Linked DNA regions of Mus musculus: region 2 is linked to region 1. A link is a contact called in public Hi-C data. All regions are on one chromosome and are shown on one strand. Each heading gives the region's core, a stretch centred on a gene start, on an enhancer-like site or on the middle of the called end of the contact. The rest is flanking DNA. Distances are from core to core; before and after follow the strand shown.

Evidence for each region. Hi-C and Micro-C count contacts between places; a contact is called where the count stands out from the background.
Region 2: a contact with region 1 is called in a Hi-C map of uterus, with 9 times the contacts expected there. The contact joins the promoter of Cacybp here to the promoter of Smg7 in region 1. A contact is called at or near these places in 1 of 39 promoter capture datasets (liver) and 2 of 484 Hi-C or Micro-C datasets (CD4 T cells and uterus).

The regions. Positions count from the first base shown.
Region 1 is chr1:152,900,528-152,904,803 of GRCm38.p6, reverse strand. Smg7 (Smg-7 homolog, nonsense mediated mRNA decay factor (C. elegans)) reads left to right here and starts at 2,158. Exons shown (of 23, transcript NM_001160256.1): 1 at 2,158-2,295. The coding sequence starts at 2,267.
Region 2 is chr1:160,210,712-160,214,987 of GRCm38.p6, reverse strand. Cacybp (calcyclin binding protein) reads left to right here and starts at 2,096. Exons shown (of 6, transcript NM_009786.2): 1 at 2,096-2,341. The coding sequence starts at 2,321.

The DNA.
Region 1 (4,276 bases), core at 909-3,408:
AGAGATGTGAACAGTTTCTCACTAGGTGGCTCTCTTTCCCGTGAGTGGGCGGTGCGTTGGCGCTGGTGGAAGATAGGGGCCATTGTACTGCTGCAATCGCCCATACGTCATAGCGCCTCACACTCGCGCTTGCTTGCAGCATGAGGGGGCATAGTTCACTTTCTATTTCGTTAATGACATGCTGTCCTTGAGAATGATGTCCAAGTGGGCTGTACTTTCGTTTCCTGAGAACAGAAACACGTTCCAAATAAACACTGTTCTAGGTTAATAGGAGTTGGATTCAGAGAAAGACCTGTAAAGCGATTCTTTAGGCAGCATGGAAAAACCGGAAGATATCAGGTACCCAAACCAAAACCAAGATCCCATTGAAAATGCTGGTTTTAACTATACAGTGAGGACTGCGTTCTTGGATCTTATTCTAAAACACTTTAGGATAGCTGCTTATATAACTTTCAACATCAATTGAAAATAAAACCTGTAAAATATCAATAATTACTTCATTCCATCAGAATGACTTATTCTACACGATTCCACATCATCAGGATCCATTATTTCTATTTTAACCCTAAACCTGACACAAAATGCTTAAAATATTCGTTCTCAAAATGGAAAATTATTTTCTTAAACTCCCTCATGCAGATAAATCTAGATACTTTTTTTTTATGGCAAGTTCTAAAACACTGCAGATGTTTTTGAGGAGGGGGTCTTTGGAGATCAACCTTCGATGACGGAGCGTCTTTTCTCTCTGAGGGTACCTCTGGAAAGAACGTCATCAGCCTTTCTGATCGCTCTCCATTCTAAATGCCTAAGAACTGCGTGTTAGCCTCCTAGGCTGGGTTCGAGCTCTCACTAAGTCGCCTACGGGAGGTCTCGCCGGTGATATCGAGTAGGAATTAGGCAAGGGTCGACCGGCTACAAAAAGTCGAACATTCGCGATCGCCGGAGCCGCATCTCGGTTGTCATGTGCCCGTCTCTTCCCTTAGGGACCCGCTTCTGGCGGGATCCCGCTGCCCAGCCTCAAACAGTGGTGGGGAAGCCCCTTCCCTTTCCTCTGACTTCGCAGCATCGCCCTCGCTTTCTCGTTCCCACCCACTCGCCGCCGGCCTTCATAACCTGCCTTTTCTTCTCGGGCCCGGCCCTCTCCCTACCCGGCTCAGATAGGCAACGATGGAGGTGGTTTCCACCCTTGGGGGACTGGCAATGCCTAAAATGAATGCTTCGGGGTCTCCCCCAATTTTTGCTGGGAGAGTAAGGGAGGAAGAAATGGACTTTCCTACTCGGATAACCATTTCGACTTCTGGCTTTTAAAAAGGCAGGGAATCCAAGTGGGGAATCCTGGGCAGTTTCCAGGGAACCCGTTTCTCTACGGGAGGGTCACCCTGTCTACACACGGCAGTTACTATGACAATACAACCACAGCCTCCAGTTTCCATGGCAGCGGCCTGCCCAATCGGATTGGTTTTCCTTTCTATTTCTCCCTGGGCTCCGCCCTATTCCCCCCCCCCCCCCCAACCTTCTCCCAGAGTGCCCGGGGAGGGGCGGCTGAAACGGGGGAGGCCTCTGCGTCACTCTCCGGCGCGCGAGGGGACGACCGGAGTCGAGGAATTGGCGGGCGGAACTGTAGGAGGAAGGGGTGGCGTTTCCGGCGGGGAAAGTGGAGGAGTGGGAAAAAAAAAAAAAAGAAAGAAGGAAGGAAGTGAGAAGTGGGCGGGTGGCCGGGCGGAAGGCTTTGAGTGTGACTCCGGGCTGCTCTGGGCTCGATGTCCGCGGTGAGCCGGGGGCCGCCCCCGCGCCCGGGAGGAACAGGACGGAGCCTTAGGAGGCCGCCGGGCACCAGCACCGGATCGTTCGGCCGGCGCGCGGGCACCGCACCGCTCGCCGATCCCAAGAGGGAGCGCTACAGAGCGGCGGAAAGCACCCAGAGGGACCGGCGCTGCTGAAGTCTCGCGAGAGCGAACCCGACTTCCTTCCTCTGCTTCTCCCCTCCTCTTTCCCCGCCCCTTTCCCCTTCTTTTTCCCCCCCCCCTCCGGAGCCGGAGCGTCCCTGCGCCCCACAGGCCAGAGCCGCAGCCGCTGCCGGAGCCGCTCCCCCCAACTCCCTCCCCCTCGCCTCACTCACTCTCCCCCCCCCCCACCCCGCGCCAAGCGAGGAGGAGTCGGAGGAGAGGAAGATGGCGGCGACCGCCAGCACCCGCGGGGCCGCGGGGCCGCTCCGAGGAGCCTGAGAGACCCACGGAGGCTTCGCGGCGAGACGCGGCGGCGGAGGATGAGCCTGCAGAGCGCGCAGTATCTCCGGTGAGCGCCGGAGCTTGGCCGAGGCGTGGTGGCGACGGGGGAAGGGGAGGCTCTCGGGGGGCCGAGGACCGGCGGACTCGGAAGCGGTGGGGGAGTCGCGGCGTCCTTCTGTCCCCAGGGCGGGGAGGCCGAGCGCGGGGCCGAGCGGGCGGCTGCGGGAGGGGGCGGGCACACACATGGCTGCCTGGCCCCCGGGAAGCCGGGCGAGCCGCGCTCCGGGGGAAGCCGGGCGAGGAGCGGAGGGAGGTTGGGGAAGCGGGAGACGAGAACGTGTGTGTGAGTGTGTGTGTGTGCGTGTGCGCGCGCGCGCGCGCGCCTCTGGTCGCAGGCTGCGGGGCCGGGGTAGGGGAGAGGAGAGCCGGCAGCGACCCAGAGTCGAGGTGGGTGTGAAGGGGTCTGGAGCCCACGGCCCGGGAAACGTGGTGTGCTGGCCGGGGCGATGCAGGAGAGAGGAGGATGGAAGTCGGCACACCTGGGGGTTGGGAGGGCGCATTCTGGAGGGCAAATGAGAGGAAGGGGAGCCCGCAGGAAACGCGAGCTTGTTCTTTAGTCGCGGGCTGGAAGGAGGAGAAATAATGCCTTCTGTCCAGAGTTAGAGGGGTCGGAGAGCCCGGAAAGGGGGAAAAAGGATGGGGAGACGAGGGAAGAGGGAGGTGCTACGAACAAGGTGATGTTCTCGAAAGAAACTGTAGTTGGAAGATACCATTCTGAGAGTCGTGTGCATTCATTAGGTGCGATGTAAGGAACTTGTATGAAGGAGATAGAGTGACCCATGGGTACTGGGGGTGCGTGCGTGTGTATGTGTATGTGTGTGTGTGTGTGTGTGTGTGTGTGTGTGAGTGTCTGGGGTAAGGGAGGGGAAGCAGGGATTGATGCACACTTAAAGAAGACTCACATGCATTAACACCGACGTCGAGAACATTTTGAATGGAAAGACAGCAGCTGGTGTGCAGTCAGAATAGTTTGACGGATTTTGAGTGAGAGCTTGGAGGAAACTAGAGGGGAAAATACAGCCTTCACAATGGGAAATAAGGTTGCTAGTGCCTGAGGCTAATGGAGGAGTTGCTAAGACTGGGAACTTACAAACTGGCCTTTTTGTCTTTCAGGAACAGTGTTTTTCTTTTAAATAGCAGGTCTTATTTGGGAAGATACTTTTAAAAAGTGAGTTGAAACCTTGAGGAGAAGAGAATTGAATGGGTAGATAACTGAGTAAGATTTTCTTTAGCTGTTTAGACATAAGTGATGTGGAAGTCGATGTGTTAAGAGTGGTCCCATATATATATTTATATTGCAAGAGAATTGATGTTGTTCTGTGGTAAACAGAGTGGCTATTCTGTCTTTGAAAGTAGTTATTCATTACACTGGAGAGAGAGTGGTGGGATCTCTGAATCTTTGATGCATGAATTCCAGAGTTTAGCACAATGTGTATGCCTGATATTATAAGGTGGCATTCTCTTTTTTTTCCTCTGTTACCCTTATTACTGCATTAAGTAAACTTTACAGTGAGCTGTGAATATATAGGTGCAGTAGAAAAAAATAGAAACTACCAGGACAGTTCTTAATCTTAAGGAAATTACATGATAATATCCAGTGTGTGAGTAAATTAATAGCACAGACTAATGTAGCTATCACCACAAAAAGGTACCATGTTTTTGAGTCCTAGATGACCTGAGCAGTTGAGGGAAATAGGAAAGGCTCTCTTTGTTCATCTGCTCTTTCTACTCCTATGATTCATTGATTGGTTGGTTGTTCACCTGTAGGTAAGGCATTGTACCAACTGCTAAGAATAGAGAGTAAGGACTCCACCCTCTTACAGAACTTACTAGTTTGTTAGGTTTTAGAAGAAAAGAACACTTAAACTTTTATAAGGATGGACTCTTCCTGACAGCTGTGGATTAAGAAAGGGAGATTCTAAATGGAAGGACATAGATAATAAGGAAATGGAAGGGGGAGTGGTGTTTGGTTAGGCAAGAATGCTGGA
Region 2 (4,276 bases), core at 847-3,346, 7.3 Mb before region 1:
GGCATTTGACTTTTATAAACTGCCTAAGGGCCAGTTGATACCTTTCTAACAGTCCCAGGAGATGGTGCCAAGTCAAAGGTGCTAAAAGCAGGATGTCTCCAGAAACCCAATACCCACTTAAAAGCCAGTGTTCCTCCCTTAACAAATCTGTTCTTTTTTTTTTTTTATTGTAATTGTGCTTCTTTGGGGATGCTCCTTTGTTCTCTCCCAACCTGGACTCCTCTCTTAATCAGAGACAGTCCTTTGTCCCTCTAGGACAAATAGCCCTTCACTCTCTACCTTGCTCCTTTCTGCTTCTCCTAGGCCTCTATCTGTTGCTTGTCCCACTAGAGGAAATAAATCTTTGTGTTGAGAATTTGGACTTGGGGTGTCTTGTGCCAAAACCAGTCCCTATATAACTCAACCATTTTTGCTACTTAGGTCTCTTGTTTGAGTCAGCCTCTCTTGGTCTGAGAAGGTTAGGCTGACTCCATGACAGGCTTTAAATTGACCGTTTGACTGGGTAAGGCCAGTCCGCAGAAGCTGCCTCACCACCTGGCCTGAGGCAAGGACAATGGGTCGGCACCAGTTTCCAGACTTCTTCAGCAACAGTTTTTAGTCTCCATGCCCGAGTAATGGAATGTCGATAGAAATGGGGTTAGAGGTCATCCCCTAGGGAATAAATGGAATCTCCTAACATGCATTAAATCAGGCCTTCAAGCTCACTTGGTTGACTCTTTATTTCTGGTAATGGGAGACTCCAGCACCGCTGGACTTCTGCAGAATAAAACACTCTGTGCGTTTACATACTGTTTGAGCCTAGGGTATGATTCTTAGACCATTCATGGACTCTTACAGGTTCAAGGCCCCTCTTGCTCTTATGTTGTATTTAGTCTAACAGTCATGTTCGACCTGGACCCTTCCCTCTGCCTGTCTTCCTTATAGCTACAAAAAAAAATTAAAAATAATAAAAAAAATCTTCTCCATACTTTAGAAGTAGCCATGTCCTCCTCCTTTTTATTTCACCTTTTCATAAACTTCAAAGGGTGGCACCTTTCTGTCATTGTCCACTCCAGAAAAGGATTGTTTTTATTTTTATCACTATAGGCCATGGGACTGGTGGTTTGAGACTTTTATTTAAGTTGCAACTATACACGACATACATCCCTGTCTAACTTGTCATTTTGTGCAAGTTTGTGTGAGAAGTTCGTACAGGTTGCATGCCTTAATGTTACATTAATATAAAGTGTAGTGTAGCAGCATTTTCCTTGACTTGCTGATGCTAGTAACTCCCCTAAGCATCTGTAAGCTGACAGCAGATTGCTCTACCTCCCAATGGGTACTGTTTGTTTTCTGTCTCGGTTTACTGGGTGTTATGGACGTCTCTATGCTGTCATAATTAAGATAATTTGAAAAACGGTTTTACGCTGGGGGTTTACTAATCCGGGCTGCTGCAACCCAAAGTCCTAAGAATTCCTCCACATTTTACGTGGAAATTCACTCAATCCAAACCCTGCTGAAAATACAAAATAAACCGCTAGTAAAGAGCGAAGGCAGTGGAAAACTTCGTATCAAGAGCTCATATAGGCAAGGGAGAATGGAGCGTTCGGCCACTTGAAACCGTGCCGCTTTCCACCACGGCGCCCAGAGCCAGTCAGGAAGCCCGTGCAACCTTCCTACAGTCCCACGAGATGGCGCCACGTCAACGGTGCTAGACGCAGGACGCCTCCAGAAACCCAAGGCCCACTTAAAGCCATTGTTCTACTTAGGAGCCTTCCTCCCTTAACAAATCCGTCCTTTTTTGATGGTAGTTGTGCTTCTTTGGGGGCGCTCCTTTGTTCTTTCCCGATACCTCAGAGCTGCCGAAGACAAGATGGCGGCCTGGCAACTCCGCATCGCACCAGCGGAAGCAGCCCTTCTCGAGACACTTCCTATCGGGTCCCCAAACCTTTGAAGGTTAGTTCCGGGGCTAGGTCTGGCCGCGGTTGCGAGCTGCGACTGCGCAGCCCGGTTCTGCCGGCGCGGAACGACGTCTCAATCGCTGGGGCGGAAGGAAGTGGCTGGACGCCTCCTGAGCATTCGATCGCTCGCGAGAATTGAGCGTTGCTAGGCAACCAGCCTGGGGGCGGGACTAGACTCGGAGGGGCGGGGCCTTGGGAGGCTCCGGTGGAGCCTTGCGAAGGTTCCAGAGCCGTCTCGTGCGGAGGGCGGGCCGCCGTGTCGCGCCGGGTCTGTGGAGCTCGCTGCCGGCGCTGCGACGCTCGTGGGTGGCGTGTTCGGCTTTTCCTGTCTGCTTCGGTGCACCGCTGCAGCTCCGGCCTCGGGTCTGACGCGCGACGGCATGGCTTCCGTTTTGGAAGAGGTAGGGGTCGGCCTGGACCCACCGGCTCGCGCCGCCGGGCGGCGGCTGCTTTCCCGGGGCTGATGTCCTCGGCTCTGCCCCCGTCGCGGGCCCGCGGCCTCTACGCCGCCGCCTGCCTGGGCCTGAGTGTCCCGGCCGCGGCTGGAAGGTCGGGGGTGTGTCTGGATCCCAATTTTTGGCGCGGTTCGTGGTAGGCTCGCGGGTGGCGGTCCCCTCTCTCCATTGCCTGAGGTCTTCTCGGCTCCCGGTTCCTGGCCAGGGATCAGAAACCTTCCTGCAAAGCTCTGAGCTCCGGGCCGGGGGCCATGGGAAGGAATTCCCATGCCCGCATGACTAGTCATGGTCACCGCTTTCATTTTATAGGTGGTTATACATACATTCTCTGTATTATTTCTAAACGCCCTGGACAGTGCTTATGGTTTCAGTTTTTATTTAGCAGTGCCAGTGGCGGACCTGCAGGCCTTACACACGCTAGGCAAGCTCTCTACCGTTCCGGTATACCCCCAGTCTTTATGTATAAAAGCAATTTTTAAAAAGTTACTGGGAATTGAGCAGTAGGTACGACTAGGAAATTGCCTGGCGTGTGTTTTTAGATTTGTAAAAAATGAATGTGAATGACTTGACTTTTTGGATCCTCGAGGTCTCCATAGCAAGAGTAATTGAATTGCCGGGTTTTGGCCAATACAGGTTTTATGTGATTGACATATTGTTTTCACAGAAACATTGGCTGTTAAGATTTGCTTTTCGGAAACTTCTCCCTCACTTAGAAATCATGGGCTTTAAACACATAAAAATTAGGAAGTTAAAGTATTCATCTGGGTATCTTGCGACAAGATAGGCAGGCACCACGTGCTCACTGGGAGAGTGGAGAGGGTGGCTTAACAGTTGTGCAGCATTAATTGTCTCCAAAAGAGAAGGGACTTTAGACTTGGAGCTATGCATATAGGGGCATGTTTTTCTTCTGAGATTAAAATTCACCTTATTCAATCATATTAAGATGTGAAATTCAACTTTTTCTGTCGTACAACCATCAGTGTTACCTAGTTGCAGACTATTTTCGTTTCCTTAAATAGAAATCCATTGTAGGTGCTCCATCTACTTAGGCTGGAGCCTTAGGATTTTCTAGTTCAGTCGTGGTATCAGTATGGCATTCCTTTGGGTGGTTGAATACTGTCCCATTGTACAGATGGAATTCCTACTCTTCTGTTTCTCCATCTTGCCGATTGTGATTTCTTGTAAACAAGTTTTGTTTTGTGGGCATGTTTTTAGTCCGTGTAATTGCCAAATAATAGGGAAAGTCTTAGGAAGCTACCGTTTCCACAAGAATTGCACAAAAGGTGCCATTTCTCCACACATTCACTAACATTTGTTATTTTATTGGGTGGTTTTTGTTCATATGCTAACATCCACATGAGGGTGTAGTACCACCTCATGCATTGGCTATGCATCTTCATAGCTGTGTGCATCTATTTGTGTGTGTACCTGGTGTCCAATTCCATGTCTTTGTGGAGGAGAGTTGGGTTCTTCCATTTTGAGCAGTTGGGTGGGAGTAGGTCTCACTGAGTACCCCTCACTTGGTCTTTGAGATACACTTGCCTCCAGAGTGGCAGAACTAAAGGCATGTGCCACCAGGCCAGACCGAGCCCCTATTTAACAACTGGGAAACAGATTCAAAGGGAGATAAATGTTTATGTATAGAAAACAAATGCATGCCAAGAAGGCAAGAAAAAGTGGACAGGAAACTGTTCTATCTAATCCCAGTCAGAACCTACACTGTCAGTGGTTTCTGGGCTGTGAATACAAAAATCAAGCAATGGTTCTCCTGTAGGTCGCATCAGTTGGTATCTTACTAAAGAGTCCATTAGAGCGAAAACTGGGAGGGCCTGGGAATTCTGCCATGAGTCAGCTCAAAAAAAAGATTCCCATTCCAGTTTA